Regions from separate parts of the Pan troglodytes genome. Here region 2 is linked to region 1. The links are chromatin contacts, called in public HiChIP or PLAC-seq maps. All regions are on one chromosome and are shown on one strand. The core of a region is the stretch at or near the end of the contact, and the rest is flanking DNA. Distances in the headings are between cores, read along the strand shown.

The links. HiChIP or PLAC-seq counts read pairs in DNA pulled down with a chosen protein or histone mark.
Region 2: a contact with region 1 is called in an H3K4me3 HiChIP or PLAC-seq map of stem cell-derived excitatory neurons, with 7 times the contacts expected there. The contact joins the promoter of SLC2A11 here to the promoter of MMP11 in region 1. A contact is called at or near these places in 2 of 7 Hi-C or Micro-C datasets (blood and stem cell-derived neural progenitor cells), 1 of 1 datasets of contacts at active chromatin or transcription factors (stem cell-derived excitatory neurons) and 1 of 1 other capture datasets (stem cell-derived neural stem cells).

The regions. Positions count from the first base shown.
Region 1 is chr23:25,691,809-25,696,297 of NHGRI_mPanTro3-v2.0_pri, forward strand. MMP11 (matrix metallopeptidase 11) reads left to right here and starts at 1,966. Exons shown (of 8, transcript XM_016939574.3): 1 at 1,966-2,148. The coding sequence starts at 2,041.
Region 2 is chr23:25,771,902-25,776,390 of NHGRI_mPanTro3-v2.0_pri, forward strand. It overlaps SLC2A11 (solute carrier family 2 member 11), which reads left to right and starts at 2,085. Exons shown (of 11, transcript XM_063808341.1): 1 at 2,085-2,327. The coding sequence starts at 2,307.

The DNA of each region.
Region 1 (4,489 bases), core at 716-3,215:
CAGCCTGGCCAACACGGTGAAACCCTATCTCTACTAAAAATATAAAAAATTAGCCAGGCATGGTGGCGGGCACCTGTAGTCCCAGCTACTCGGGAGACTGAGGCAGGAGAATGGCATGAACCCGGGAGGCGGAGCTTGCAGTGAGCCGAGATCGTGTCACTGCACTCCAGCCTGGGCGACAGAGAGAGACTCCGTCTCAAAAAAAAAAAAAAAAAAAAAAAAAAGATTACGAACAGTGTAGGTTGTAAAAATTACTGCTGTCTTACTTCTCCTCGCCCTCTAGGAGTCTCTGTGGAGTCTTCTTGAATAAGCTGTGAAACATTTCCCCACCCGCTTGCCTTTCTTGGCCCAGGCTTCCTGACCACAGCCTCACCTTTGAGCAGCTCAGAGCCCTGCCTGCCAGGATGGGAGCCACTGCCTGGATCGTGGCTCTGCAGGGCCACCCATGATGGAACAGGTCGCCTGGTGAGGTGGTGAGGCCCTTCATCATTTCAGGGGGTGTACAGCAGTACTGGGTAACCCCGAAAATCAGGGATGAGACTGAAGGATCCCTTCCAGAATGTGGACACACCCCCTCCTTTGAGTCTCACCTCCTTTCCTTCTTTTTTATGAGATGGAGTCTCGCTCTGTCGCCCAGGCTGGAGTGCAATGGAACAATCTCGGCTCACTGCAACCTCCGCCTCCCGGGTTCAAGTGATTCTCCTGCTTCAGCCTCCTGAGTAGCTGGGCTTACAGGCGTGTGCCACCACACCTGGCTAATTTTTGTATTTTTAGTAGAGACAGGGTTTCACCATGTTGGTCAGGCTGCTCTCCAACTCCTGACCTCGTGATCCACCTGCCTCGGCCTCCCAAAGTGCTGGGATTACAGGCATGAGCTACTGCGCCTGGCCTCTCGCCTCCTTTCTTTCAAGTCTGAGGTGGCTAGCCTGGAGGGGTCCCCAGGGGCTTGTTGGGCCCTGACGAGGGGACACCCTGGGGGCCTAGTACTCCACTCAGACACCTCCCACAGCCTTCTGACAGCATCCTCCCCACAGCTGACCAGCTAGAGGACCTCCTGACCCCTCCACTTGTCTGCTGGTGTGGAAAAGCCTGGACCCTCCCTCTTGGAGCCTCAGTTTCCCTATCTGTAAACTTCGGTCTATCCCAAGCTGAAGGACTGGCCAGTCCCTGCCATATGCCTCACTTTCCCCTGGGACACATTTTAATATCCCTTTCCTGGCCAGGTGCAATGGCTTCCCCATGTAATCCCAGCACTTTGGGAGGCCAAGGTGGGCAGATCACTTGAGGTCAGGAGTTCGAACCAGCCTGGCCAACATGGTGAAACCCCATCTCTACTAAAAATACAAAAATTAGCCAGGCATGGTGGCGCACGTCTGTGGTCCCAGCTACTTGGGAGGCTGAGGTAGCAGAATCGTTTGAACCTGGGAGGCGGAGGTTGCAGTGAGTGGAGATCACACCACTGCACTCCTGCCTGGGAGACAGAGTGAGACTGTGTCTCAAAAAATAATAATAATAATAAATAAAATAATATCCCTTTCCTCACAGGGGCTATTGTGTCATCTTCTAGAAGGATCCGTTGAGGCTCTGAAGGGTGGGGGAACTTGCTTGTGGGTAGGACCACCTGTCACAAATTAGCAGAGGTCAGAGGTCAGGCCACCAAGGAGACCCAGTGGGATGCGCCTTCCAAAGGTGGGGGTACGGATGGGACCCATGAAACCTGACTCAGACTCTAGCCAAGTCTAAGACTTTGGACGGCCACCACCCAGAGGAGAAATTGAGACCCAGAGCGGCACGGGTTGGCCAGGGTCACCCAGCACCAGATAGGGACTTTGCCAGCCCCGGGGCAGGACCCTGTCTCCGGCCCTCGACCCCGCTGGGCCGTACCCTCCCCGTTCACCTCCCCCACCCGGGCCGCGGCTGCTAGGAGAGTTCAGAACAAAAGGCGGCGGGGGGCGGGGCCGAGGCGGGCCGGGGGTGGGGCGGAAGCTATAAGGGGCGGCGGCCCGGCGCGGCCCAGCAAGCCCAGCAGCCCCGGGGCGGATGGCTCCGGCCGCCTGGCTCCGCAGCGCGGCCGCGCGCGCCCTCCTGCCCCCGATGCTGCTGCTGCTGCTCCAGCCGCCGCCGCTGCTGGCCCGGGCTCTGCCGCCGGTGAGTGCCCGCCACTCGCCGGCCGCTCCTCGCTGAGGGGGCGCCGGGCACGCGGGCTGGGCCCAGCGGCAGATCCGGACCGAAGGGGGCGCCCCGGGTGGCCTCCAGCGCCCGGTACCCGAAACGCTTTCTGGTTCCCTCTAGGCGTGATAGACAGCGAGCTTGCAGTCCCTGGGGGTGTGAAGGGGAGCCGGCGCCGGCATCGTTCGGGCTGGTGGGACGGGACTCCACGCTGGACTCACGCTTGCTCCCAGCGTGGGGACCTGCCTCTCGCGCTCCAGCCGCGGGTGCTGGAGTGTGCGTTGAAGGAAGCAGCAGAGGGAGTGGTAACAGGGCCCCCTATTCATCGCAGGGACAAAGCCGAGCAGATCCCAGGCAGGTGTCAGCCTGCAGGTGTGTGGCCGCAGTTAGTACACCTCCAGGTGTGCGGTGGGATGAAGGATAAAGGGAGAAGGGAGGGCAGCGCTGTGCTGCGGGAAATGGGGTCTGAGCCTGGAGATGTCCCCCGCGGGCACCTGCCGGCAGCAGTTTTGGGAGGCTTGGAGCCAGGAGAACATGAGTATGAAATAGTATGAGTGCAGTGTGTGTGTGACTGAGAGGTGGCTGTCAGAAAGAAGCGGGGAGAGAAAGGAAAGGGAGAAAATGTGTGCTCAGGAGAGGAGAAGAAAGCCCAGGTAAGAGAGGACAGCAGAGTGAGGAGAGGAGGGACTGTCATGGAGTGTGTGTGACAGCTTGCATGTGTCCCAAAAGCTGCCCCTTCCCTGGGGCGCTTCCAGGCACCAGTCACAGGGCCTGGGGCCAGAGCCTGGGCCACCCCACTCCACAGCAGAGGCATCCAGACAGCTCGGGCAGGGAAGGGAGAAGGAGGGTGTGACAGGCAGGAGTCTCAGGACTGGCCTGGTGAGGAGGGAGGCCTGGCCAGGCTGGGACCCTCTGTCCAGCCACTCTGGCTCTGCTCAGGGCAGCCTTGTCCTGTGCTGGCTATGGGAGCAGAAAGGGATGGGATGGGTGGGGTAGAGTGAATAGGGGGCATCTCAGTCTGGAGTCTTGCCTCCTTCCCAGCCCCTCTTGGTTCCTAGGACTTGGGACAGAGTCAGGAATCACTGTGGGTAGACATTGAACCACAGTCTGGAAATTGGCGAGATCTGGGTTTGAACCATGCGACCCTGGGTGAATCCTGCCATGCCTCAGAATCTCACCCACTCCATCTCTAATGGGAGTGCAGGTGGGAGGGGGCAATAGTGCCTACTGCTGTGCCCACTGTTGAGCAATGAGGTGATGCCAGGCTCACTAGAAACACTGTCGCCTGTAGCTGCCACTTTGACGCTTGTGCATGGTCAATGCTGGAGCTGGGGGCCAGCTTGGGGTGGGGTCTGAGCTGGACTGTGGTCTGTCACTCTGCAAACACGCAGGGAGCATTTGGGGTCACCTCTGATGTGTTTATCCCCCGGCTGCCTTCAGCAAGGCTGGGAGAGCTCTGTAAATATTTATCCAGCCCAGTTCCCAGCTTTCAGGGTTGATGGAAGCCCTGCAGTCCGATGGATGGGACGAAGCTACCGTCCCTCCTGGAGCCAGCAGCAGAGGGGTGAGAATAGGAAGATTAGGTGGAAGCTTGAGGGAGAAGATATCCCTGCTTGCCACCTGGCTGTGCGAGTTGGGCAGGTTGCTTGACCTCTCTGAGCCTGCATGGTGATGCTCCCGTCTTCCTCCATAGCCTAACAAGTGCCCTCCTCGAAGTCTTGCCTCCCACTGACATCAGAAGGCATAGCTATGATTAATTATACCCACTAGACCAACTGCAAACTGAGGCCCAGAAAGGGGCACAATGAGCCCAGCCTTTCGCAGTGTTTCCTGGCACCCTGGGGTCCTCCCTTATCTCCCCTCTATCTGGTGCCTCCCATTTTCTGGATTGCAAGTTGACCCCAGGGCGGGGTTGACTCCGAGTCTCTAAGCTCTGCCAGGACACTGGGTCAGCTGAGAAATTCCTTGAATGTGTCTGCAGCTGAGGTTTGGTGTCTGGCAGAAGAGGGTGGGGCTGAGTGAGCTAAGAACCCACCACAGGGCAGGCCAAGGGAGGCTACTGGCCAAGACAGAGGGAATGCACTGGAAGCAGAAATGCTTCTTGGGAAAGTGGGTTTTGGAGAAAAGCCAAGAGCTGGGGAGACAGGGGGAAGCCCTGGAGGTGGGAGGCATGAGTCCCAGGTCTAGGTCCAGCTCTTGCATGACTTGCTGTGTGACCCCGGGCAAAGTCCTTGAGCTCTCTGGGCTCTGTCTCATCCTCTGGGAAATGGGGGAGCTGCTTCTTCCTCAAGCTCCCCAGGGGTGTAGATGAGGCCAGTGG
Region 2 (4,489 bases), core at 835-3,334, 80 kb after region 1:
TCAAGCGATCTGCCCCGCCTTGGCCTCCCAAGTGCTGAGATTATAGGCATGAGCCACCGTGTCAAGCCTGTTTGCCCATTTTCTTTTCCTTATTGGTATGTGGGTATTCTATATACATTCTGAATACTAATACTGTGTTGGTCATATGTTGTAGTTACCTTCTTCTACTTGGTAGCTTTAGGTTTCAACTTTTTTAAAAATGCGTATTTTTTTATTTAAAAAATTGAGATGTGGTCTCACTATGTTGTCAGGGCTGGTCTCGAACTCTTGAACTCAAGTGATCCTCCCACTTCGGCCTCCCAAAGTGCTAGGATCGCAGGCTGGAGCCACCACACCTGGCCAGGTTTCACCTTTTCATGGCGTCTTTTGTTTGTTTATTTGAGACAGGGTCTTACTCTGTTGCCCCAGTTGGAGTGCAGTGCTGTGATCACCGATTACTGCAGCCTCAACTTCCCTGGCTCAGGTAATCCTCCCTGAGCCTCAGTCTCCTGGGTAGCTGGGACCACAGGCTCAAGCCATCATGCCCGGCTAATTTTTTGTAATTTTTATAGAGACGGGGTTTTGCCATGTTGCCCGGGCTGTTCTCAAACTCCTGGGCTCAAGCAATCCACCCACCGTGGCCTCCCAAGGTACTTGGATTACAGGCGTAAACCACTGTGCCTGGCCCATTAATGGTGTCTTTTAACACACAGATTTTTAATTTTAATAAGGTTAAATCCTCATAAGAAATCTGCGTGGTTTATCCTTTGAGATGGAGTTTCACTCTGTCATCTAGGCTGGAGTGCAGTGGCACAATCTTGGCTCACTGCAACCTCTGTCTCCTGGGTTCAGGTGACTCTCCTGCCTCAGCCTCCTGAGTAGCTGGGATTACAGGCGCCCGCCACCACACCCAGCTAATTTTTGTATTTTTAGTAGAGACGGGGTTTCGCCATGTTGGCCAGGCTGGTCTGGAACTCCTGACCTCAGGTGATCCACCTGCCTTGGCCTCCCAAAGTGCTCGGATTACAGGCATTAGCCACCTCGCCCGGCCTTTACATTTTTTTTTATAGAGATGGGGGTCTGCCCATGTTGCCCAGGCTGGTCTTGAACTTATGCGCTCAAGTGATCCTCCTGCCTCAGTCTCCCAAAGTGCTGGGATTACAGGTGGGAGGTACTGCGTCCAGCCTAAAATGTTTAAAGTTAGGTTTTTGCATTAGGTTTGTGTGTACCTGGAATGACTTTTGTATATGAAGTGAGACAGAGGTCCAGTTTCATTTTTCCCCATATCATCAATTGTCCTAGCGCCATTTATTAGCCCGTCGCTTCCCACTTATTTATTATTATTTTTTTTTGAGACGGATTCTCTCTGTCGCCCAGACGGGAGTGCAGTGGCACGATCTTGGCTCACTGCAAGCTCCGCCTCCCGGGTTCACGCCATTCTCTCGCCTCAGCCTCCCGAGTAGCTGGGACTACAGGAGCGTGCCGCCACGCCCGGCTAATTTTTTGTATTTTTAATAGAGACAGGGTTTCACCGTGTTAGCCAGGATGGTCTCGATCTCCTGACCTCGTGATCCGCCTGCCTCGGCCTCCCAAAGTGCTGGGATTACAGGCGTGAGCCACCGCGCCCAGCCACTTCCCACTTATTTCTTAAGGGGGAAAAGGCAATGGTTGTTTTGAAAAAAATTAACCTATCAAAATAAAATATCAGCAGTTGAAACTAACAATGTATTAATAACAATAATATTATGACCAAGTTGCGTCTACCCCAAGAATTCAAGAATGGTTTACCATTAGAAAGTTTATTGATGTAACTGATCTCATTAACAGATTAAAGGAGAATACCCATATGATCATCTTAATAGATGTACGAAAAGCATGCAATAAAATACCTATTTATTATAACTGCGAATATTTTGTGTTTTTCCTTAAAAATGCAGTGTTTTTAGGAATTAAAGTTCAGAGCAGCAAAAGTCAAACAAAAACCAAGTCTGAGCAATAGAGCTACTACAGTGCCCATCACAGTGTCTGCTCAGGTGACTTCTTAAGGTCATGTCCAGCTCTATGTTTCTGTGACCACAAATAGCATCTTTGGCAAGTCTAGTTTCAGTTGGTCTTTGTCCAGCTCCTGGATTCCTCCATGCAGGGCCTGAGAAGCCCTGAGGGATAAAAGATTAATCCGGTCCAGTGGACTCTGTGGTTCCTCAACTCCAAGTGCCCCCAGCATAGGTCGGACCTGCCTCTCACGCAATGGATCCCCTGGCGGCAACCCGAGACCGGTTCTCCTACCCGCATTCGGCCAAGTCTCTCGCTCTGCCCAGGACGCACAGATGAGAGCGCTCCGAAGACTGGTGGGTCTATCTTTCGGTCTTTCCTAATTTTCCCGTCCTCTGGGGAAAGGTCAGAGATACCTGAACCAAAGTGTGTGTGTGTGTGTTGGGGGGGGGGGGGTGTAGGTGGGGCGTGCATCTGTGCACAACCAAGGGCTTGGCCCTCCGGAGAACGCCCAGGGGCAATGGCCTCCGAGGTTCTGGCGGCCGGCAGTGGCGACCGGCGCAGGGAATCGCGCAGGGTTGCGGCTGAGGTCAGACCAGCGAGAGACAGAGACCCGCAGACATTTAGTCCAGAGACTGTAGCAAAGGAGGGGGACGAGGGGCCAGAGCCGGAATTTCGGGGGAGGACTTGGGAGCGCGGCGACCAGTCGCTTGCTGGCATTTGCGAGGGCGAATGCAGGGGCTTGGCCGAGATGACCTTGGACCAGAGCTCCCTTCCGGCCTGCAGAGATGAGCTTGGGGCTTAGCCGAGTAAGGAGTGAGCGGCTTTTCAGCCTCAGTGCTGCGGCAGAGGCGGATGGAAGATGAACTGGAGCCGTCCTTACGGCCTCGGACGCAGGTGAGCTCCCAGCGGCGGCGACAAACCCCGCGGCGGTGACCCCAAACCCCCCCCCCCGCGGCGGCGACTCCCCCCCAACACGCTGGGGCGAACTCCCCCACAACACGCTGGGGCGAACTCCCCAGCACCCCCAGCCCTTCTTAAAACCGCTGTGAGTCCGCGCATGCGCCTCAGGCGCCCTCCGCGACACTCTAGCGGCTCTGCGCTTCACTGCGCCTGAGCGTGAGTCTCAGGCCGTAGTCCCGGCCATCGTTTAGCGTTGCGCGAACCCTCAGCTGGTGCGGCCGCTCTCAGTACCCACTGCGCTTGCGCTACAGCTTCGTCTAGACGGGTTTGCTCCTCTCAAACGCTCACTGCGCGTGCGCTAGCTCCTCTTTCACAACTGGGCGCTGCGCGCTGCCCTTCCCTCCGCGCACAGTCTGCCGGCTCACCGCTTGCTAATGGCAGCCGGGGTCTCCCTGGGACAGCAAGACCTCCGCTCAGGCCCCTCTTTCGAATGCTCCATGCCCTCCTGCGATCTAGAATGGTATGAATTCTCATCCTTGCCCAGACCAGGCGTTTCAGATGAGGGATTGCGGATTTGAGTGAACTGCGCAGGTGCAGCCACCTGGGAGGCTTAACTAAGTCGTCAAATGTTCAAAAATATCGTGCTTGTATGTACAGTGGCGTTAGGTGCTAGGCTCAGATGTGCATAGGCAGGTGTTTACGCCCAGGGTCGGCCTGTGGGCCAGAGCAAGGTTGCTGGACCCTGGCATCCCAGCCCCCAGAGATGCTAAATCCTCTGCCGATCAGCCCTGACCTCAGAGGCAGTAAGCCCTCCGAGCGCTGCAATCCTGACTGCTCGCCCCCTCCCGAGACTGTTTCCCACCCCCGCCTCTTTCCTCCTCATGCTCCCTCAGCTCTGACCTGACGTCCTGCCTCACAGAGGGAAAGGGCGCAGCCAGAGGAGAGCGCCCGCACTGCACTGCCCACCGCTTCTATGGGTTCCTTCCCAATCTGGACTGATTTCTTTAGGTATTTGCATGGCACATTCCCTCACCTCCTTTGTCTTGATTTGCACTTGTATTCCTTGACAGCCTTATTTAAAATAGCACCAACTAAGGTGGGAGGATCGCCCAGGAGTTCGAAGCTGCAGGGATCTAATAGGATCTCACCACTGCACTCCAGCGTGGGCGACGTAGCGAGACCTTGTCTCTAAAAAAAAAAACAAAATAAAATAAAATAGCACCACCTGGTCCAAACACTTCCTACGCCCCTTCACTGCTTTAAGTCTCTGTAGCAGCAGCTGATGTACTATATATTTTACTTGTTCATTTTGCGATTGCTTGTCTTTCTCTGCTGGAAGGAAAGCTCTGACAGCTCATGGATTTTGTCTGTCGTTCACTGCTGTATCCCAACACCTAGAACAGTAGGATTATTGACCATAATAGGGAGGCAATAAATCTTTGTTTGCTGAATTAATGGTCCCTATCGTAGCTAATGTCTGAATGCTTACCATGACCAGGCACGGTATAGGCAGTCTCCATGCATGATCTCATTGAATTCAACAATTTCCTGTAGTCTTAGAGACCTGTCAATATCTCCTGCTACATGAGCTCAGCTGCCATCAAGCACTGTGTTC